Regions from separate parts of the Mus musculus genome. Here region 2 is linked to region 1. A link is a contact called in public promoter capture Hi-C data. All regions are on one chromosome and are shown on one strand. The core of a region is the stretch at or near the end of the contact, and the rest is flanking DNA. Distances in the headings are between cores, read along the strand shown.

Region 1 (3,286 bases), core at 321-2,820:
TTTCCATATACATGTGTAGATGGATATGTTACTGAAACCAACTTTTCCTCCTATTCCTTTAATTTTCTTTATTCATTGTCTAGTATTATTATTATTATATATGTGTTTGTATGAATGCAAGCTTGCTTTTGTCACTGAGTTTGGAGGTCAGACAACACCTTTGAGAAGTCGTGTCTCTCTGCATCATGGGTCTGAGGATTGGACTTAAGCCATCAGGCTTGTGTGGCACTTTGACTCAATGAGACATTTTATTTACCCAATTAAAAATGTACAGATCTGTTGCTGCAATGTGGCTCAGTTTGTAGAGTGCTTGTCTGGCATTGAAGAGCATGGTTTCCTTCCCCAGAAATGCATAAGACAGGCATGGCAGTGCACGCTTGTCACCCCAGGAAGTGGAGGCAGGAGAATTAGTGAAGGTAAGGTCATATTTAGCTACATAGCAAGTTCTACCCAGTCTGGGCTAGGTGCAGACCATATTTCTTTTTTTTTTTTAAATATTTATTCATTATATGTAAGTACATTGTAGCTGTTTTCAGACACACCAGGAGAGGGTGTCAGATCTCATTATGGATGGTTGTGAGCCACCATGTGGTTGCTGGGAATTGAACTCAGGACCTCTGGAAGAGCAGTCAGTGCTCTTAACCGCTGAGCCATCTCTCCAGCCCGCAGACCATATTTCAAATAACAAAATAATCTGTACAGAATTTGGGTTATGGGCTGGTGAGATGGCTCAGTGGGTAAGAGCACCCGACTGCTCTTCCGAAGGTCCAAAGTTCAAATCCCAGCAACCACATGGTGGCTCACAACCACCCGTAATGAGATCTGATGCCCTCTTCTGGAGTGTCTGAAGACAGCTACAGTGTACTTACATATAATAAATAAATAAATCTTTAAAAAAAAAAAAAAAAAAAAGAAAAATCAAAAAAAAAAAATTTAAAAAAAAAAAAAAAAAAAAAAGAATTTGGGTTATAAGCCAGGCGTGGTGGCACATGCCTTTAATCCCAGCACTCTGGAGGCAGAGGCAGGCAAATTTCTGAGTTCGAGGCCAGCCTGGTCTACAGAGTGACTTCCAGGACAGCCAGGGGTACACAGAGAACTGGAGCTAGCTCTGTAGACCAGGCTGGCCTCAAACTCAGAGATATGCCTGCCTCTGACTCCCAATTTCTGGGATTAAAGGAGTACACCACTACCTCCTGGGTGTAATTTCTTATTTTTGGACAAAAGGACACTTTACTGTCCTTGGCTTGTGCCCTTGGCTCTGGAGAGAGTCGCTTCCCTTGGGGAACGAGTTCAGAAAGAAGTTGAAGCAGGTGTGGTGGCACGCTTATGGGATCTGCACTCTGGAGTTGGAGGCAGGGGATCAACAGCTTGAAGTCAGGCTGTGGGGCATAGCAAGGGAGAGCCAGCCTATCCTACAACAACAACAACAACAACAACAACAACAACAACAAAAGAGGGAAAGAAGGAGGGAGGGACGAGAATGAAAGTTACCGGGATTGTTCACCACTCTTGTTCTTATTTATTTATTGTTGCTATGTGTTTGCTTGCTTTGGCTTGCTTTGCTGTTGAGACAGAGTTTGCTGTGTGGCTTTGACTGCTCTCCACCCCCTCCCCCTATTCAGCAAGCTTTCCGCCATCACACCTGGCTTTGGGTTTATTCCTTGAATGTATAAAATACTAACATAATTCCAGGGATGAAAATCCTGCAAATGTGTGTACTTCTCCTCAGCTCCTTGTTCTCCCTCCGCCCTGGTGCAATCAGCCTCTCTTGTTTGTCAGCTTCCCTCCTCAGGCTTAGTTTTGCAAAAACAAGCAGATGCACATGGGCTGGGTTGGTTCTTTCCCCCCATTCAACACTGAGGATTGAATTTAGGGCCTCACACAAGCTAGGCAAGTCTCCTCCACTTCCACATTCCCTGCCCCTTACTGGGGGATTCTAGGAAGCATCCTACCACTAAGCCACACCCTTAGCCCTCTTGTTTTGTTTTGTTTTGTTTTGTTTTGTTTTGTTTTCCCCTTTGTTATTTTGACAACAGTTTTACTAGGTTGCTCAAGTTGGCTTTGAACTCACAATGGATCAGGCTAGCCATGAACTTTTTTAAAAAAGATTTATTTCTTTTCTTTATATACTGTTGCTGTCTTCAGACACTCCTGAAGAGGGGATCCCAGAAGAGGGGATAGGATCCCATTACCGATGGTTATAAGCCACCATGTGGTTGCTGGGAATTGAATTCAGGACTTCTGGAAGTGTAGTTCGTGCTCTTAGCCATCTCTCCAGCCCCTAGCCATGAACTTTTATATGTGGGTCCTGTGTAAGAGCAGTAAGTGCTACTGAACACTGAGCCATCTCTTCAGCCTTTTTACTGTATTCTTTGTTTGTTTGTTTTTGTTTTTGTTTTTTTGTTTTTTTGTTTTTTTTTTGAGACAGGGTTTTTCTGTATAGCCCTGGGTGTCCTGGAACTCACTCTGTAGACCAGGCTGGCTTCGAACTCAGAAATCCACCTGCCTCTGCCTCCTGAGTGCTGGGATTAAAGGCGTATTCCCATGTCCGGCTGTATTCTTTTTTTAAAAAAAATTTTTTTAAATTTATTAATCATTCCATTCCTTTGTATCAAATAATATCCCACTTCCTGGTTACCTCTCCAGCAACCGTTCCCCCATCCCACGTATTCCCCCCTCCCCTTTGCCTGTATGAGGGTGCTTCCTCACCCACCCATCCTCTCCCTCCCCCTCCTGTATTCTTTTATTTTGGGTTTTTTTCCAAGGCAGGGTTTCTCTGTGTAGAGCTGGCTGTTCTGGAACTTTATATACCAGGCTGACCTCAAACTCACAGAGAGCTACCTCTACCTTCCGAGTGCTGGGATAACTGCCTACCTCAACTGTATTCTTTTTGGGAGAAAAAAAAAAAAAGGACGTTTTGACCACATGTCTGTCTGTGCATCATACGTGTGCTTGGTGTTCACAGAAATCAGAAGAGGGCATCATATCCCTAGGACTTGAGTTATAGATAGTTGTAAGCTGCCATTGTGGTACAGAGAATTGAACCCAGGTCCCCTTGAGGAGCAACCAGTGCTCTTAACCATTAAGCCATCTCTCCAGCCATCCTACTCTCTTTCTAAGGCAATCTGAGTTTGATCCTCAGAAACCACATAAAATTGGATGGAAAGAATGAAGTCCTTTATGTTTGCTGTGTTAGGTGCAACATCCCCCTCCACACACACCACCTGCTAACATACAATAATAAATACATTAAGATGATCTCCGAAGGTCCTGAGTTCAAATCCCA
Region 2 (3,286 bases), core at 432-2,931, 1.2 Mb after region 1:
CTCCACATTGTAAGCCCCCAAGCCCCCAGACTGCGTTGCTCACTCCTCATATTCTTGTTCTTCGGTGTCTGACATCCTGGAGAGACCTGCAGACCAGAGAGAGGAGGCTGAGTGAGATAGATCCCTAAGGAAGGGGGCTGGTGCCTGAACTCCTGAGTCTGATGGAGGAGGAATGGGATCTGGGAAGGCTGGCATCCAGCCCAGCCCAGGCCATGGAGGCCAGGCCGCAGCCCCACAAGCAGGCGGCAGTAGGCCTCCTTCACCACAGCTGTTTTCTTTTGTCCTGGGACAGGTCCATGAGAACCTGATCCCTGGAGGGATTAGTAGATACTGGAAAAGGGACAGGATTTAAAGACAATAGCTGCCCCACTTCTAGTGCTATTTTGGGGGAATGTCACAGACAAAGAAACAGAGGACATTTCCCAATAAGGAGTTGGAGAAGTGGGGCTCCCCCCACCCCAGCCCCACTGCTCCCCTCCTACCACAGCCCTGATTCCTCCCATCCTGTCCCGCTTTCCCCTTCCCCCTACATTCCACAAAGGGATGGCTGTATCAAGAGCAGCTTCGTCCTGAGACCCTAAAGTCAGTGACCCCCTCATCCAAACTCTGCTGTTCTAGGCCTGAAAGCCCCCAGGTTGAGATCTTCAAAGCTCACTACCCACAGATTCTGAGATCCAGTCCTATGCCCCTGTTGTGTGAGACCAAGAAATCTTCGCATCTCTCGGTTGGGTGCCCAGTTCATACCAGCACATGAATTCTGGGCACTAACAGTCTCAGACCCTCAGGATTGGAAGAGGGTTGGAGGGTGGTGTTGAGACACGGTCTCATATAACCCAAACTAGCCTTAGACTCACTATGTAGCCAAGGATAACCTTGAATTCCTGATTCTTGTGCCTCCCAGAACATCAGAACAGTCTGCCCCCAGATATAAGATCCTCAAATACCTGACAACCAAACTCAGGGATCCCTTTTAGGACACCACGAATAACAGTGTCACTGTTCCTAATAGTTGGCTGTTTCTTTGTTTGTATTCCAAGACAGGACATTGTTGTTTCTCAGCTGGCCCTGAACTCAAAATCCTCTGCCTCAACCTCTTGAGCACTGGGACTTCTGGCCCTAAGCCCTCCCCAGTTCCCCGTACCTCATACTCTCCAAAGCTTAATTCACGGGGCACCTGCCCTTCCACAATTTCCCAGTCTCTGAACCGTTTTTGTTTGGTTTTGCTTTGGTTTGAGATGATATTATTATGTTGCCCTGACTAGTCAGAACTCTGTAAACCAGGCTAGACTTGAACTCATAGAGATCCACATGCCTCTGCCTTCAGAATGCTTCCTCCACAATGTTAAGAAGAGCAGCCCCAGATTATGTACCCCCCCCCCAGATTCTACCCCTCCACTTTTGCCACTCCAAGTCTTCCCAAAGGCTCAGGCTTAGCTGGGTTGCTGCTGCCTATAATCTCAACTCTCAGGAGGCAGAAGGATTGCAAACTCAAGGCCAGCCTGGGCTACCGAATGGGACTGTCTCAAAGAAGGAGGAAGAGGAGGAGGAGGAGGAAGGAAGAGAATATTCTGTCCCCACTGTCACACCTGGCCCCCATTCCCCAAAGACATCAGTGTTAAGAACTCAGAGACAGTTACCTAAGGCTGGGTCCACAGATGCTGTAGAGGGAGTCTGAGGCTTCTGAGGACAGTGACGCACCCCCTGGATTTATAGCTAGGTGCTGAGCCCCGCCCCAGGTTGGAGGAGGGGGCGAGGATTCCGATATTCAGACACCATCCCCCATGCTCAGAGCCCTGCCCTGCCCCCTCTGGCTCCATCCAGTTTGGGGGTCCAACACCTGTCATCGGCTTCAACATCCCTGTAGGATTTCCATCAGCAAACACCGTAGGGCTCAGGCTCCATCAGGCCACCCCTCAAACCCTCTTAGAGTACCCAACAATACCCAGTGCTTTGGAGTTCCCAAGACTGGAAACAGTACAGGAAAAGGAGGCTTAATGACCCAGGGGAATGTCTTAAGTGAGGTTCTATTTCTACCTCTGTGTGGCTTCTCTCAAACTTCTCTCATGGCCTCTGTCTCTGGCCTCCATCTGTATATTCTGTGTCCTTCCCCCCTCCCCACATGCCCCCCCCCCCGCTTCCTCCATCTCTCTCCTCTCTGTCTCTGTCCAAATGTCTCCCCCCTCCCTACCCCCACTCTTTTGTCCACCACCAGAATTCCACCGTGGTGACAACAGGCAGCTAAAGCTGGGAAGCAGGTGTGGGGAGGGGGGAGGGGATGAGATGTCAGACTGGAGAGCCCTCACTCTCCCAGCCCCTCCTCTTTCTAACCAACAGGAACATTTTTAGTATCCTCCCACCACCAACCCCCACTCCCAGTCAAGCCGTGACCTTGAACTCCAGGGAAGCTAGTGGTGGCAAGGCAAGCTTTCTCGCCCCCTCCATGCCTCCCTCCAGTGCAGTTCTGTTTCTGTGGGTGTTCTGGGCTTCTCTTCCCCTCTTGGGTTTGGACTCTTTGATCTTTCTCTCCTCTCTCTTCCCTCTCTCTCTCTCTCTGTGTATGTGTGTGTGTGCACACACATACACACACACACACATGTCCATTGTCTGTCATCTGGATTGCTGTGAAATTCTGCATAGCTTTTGGTTTTTGTTTGTTTGGGGAATGAGATAAAAGATTTGAAATGAAAGATGTTCCACATAGTAGGTCCCATGTAGCCCTCATTAGACTAGAACTCATTATGTAACTAAGTACAGCCTTGAATTTCTGATCCTCCAGCCACCACTTTCCAGTGGTGGGATTAACACGATCTCTCTGTGGTTTTGTCCGTGTGTTTCTGGCGGTCGGTGTGTCTGTATATTTCTCTAAGCTGTTTATCACTTGGGCTCTGCCCCTCTGTGTCTGGGCCATGTGTCTCTCTGTCTCTCTTTCTCAAGCCTTCTGCATGTCTTTGTGTCCTCTCTCTCTCTCTCTCTCTCTCTCTCTGGTTGGGTGGGTGGTTGGTTAGTTGGTTGGTTTTGGTTTGAGTTTAGTTTGGGGTTTTTTGAGACAGGATCTCACTATGGCCGACCTGGAATCCAGTATGTAGACCAGCCTAGCCTCGAACTCACAGAGATCCAGTGGCCTCTGCCTCCCGAGTGCTGGGATGAAAAGTGTGTGTGCCACCACACCCGACTTGCTTTCCTATTTCTTTTTTTTTTTTAAAGATTTTTTTATTTATTTTTATTATATGTAAGTACATTGTAGCTGTCTTCAGTCACCCCAGAAGAGGGAGTCAGATCTCATCAT

The links. Promoter capture Hi-C pulls out the DNA fragments that hold promoters and counts their contacts.
Region 2: a promoter capture Hi-C map of embryonic stem cells shows a contact between it and region 1, with 3 times the contacts expected there. The contact joins the promoter of Tnnt1 here to the enhancer-like site in region 1. A contact is called at or near these places in 5 of 39 promoter capture datasets (the HPC-7 cell line, cranial neural crest, embryonic stem cells and 2 more) and 3 of 115 datasets of contacts at active chromatin or transcription factors (embryonic forebrain and embryonic stem cells).

The regions. Positions count from the first base shown.
Region 1 is chr7:3,358,956-3,362,241 of GRCm38.p6, forward strand. All of the region lies in intron 4 of Cacng7 (calcium channel, voltage-dependent, gamma subunit 7), which reads left to right. Among named protein-coding and RNA genes, the nearest start is that of Cacng7, 28 kb to the left of the region's middle. Within about 2 kb of position 1,571, at least 4 of the 459 cell types and tissues checked have an H3K27ac peak or open chromatin away from gene starts, as enhancers often do. A contact at or near this core is called in embryonic stem cells, where this site is marked.
Region 2 is chr7:4,514,294-4,517,579 of GRCm38.p6, forward strand. It overlaps Tnnt1 (troponin T1, skeletal, slow), which reads right to left and starts at 1,682. Exons shown (of 14, transcript NM_001277903.1): 1 at 1,638-1,682; 2 at 44-86. The coding sequence starts at 75.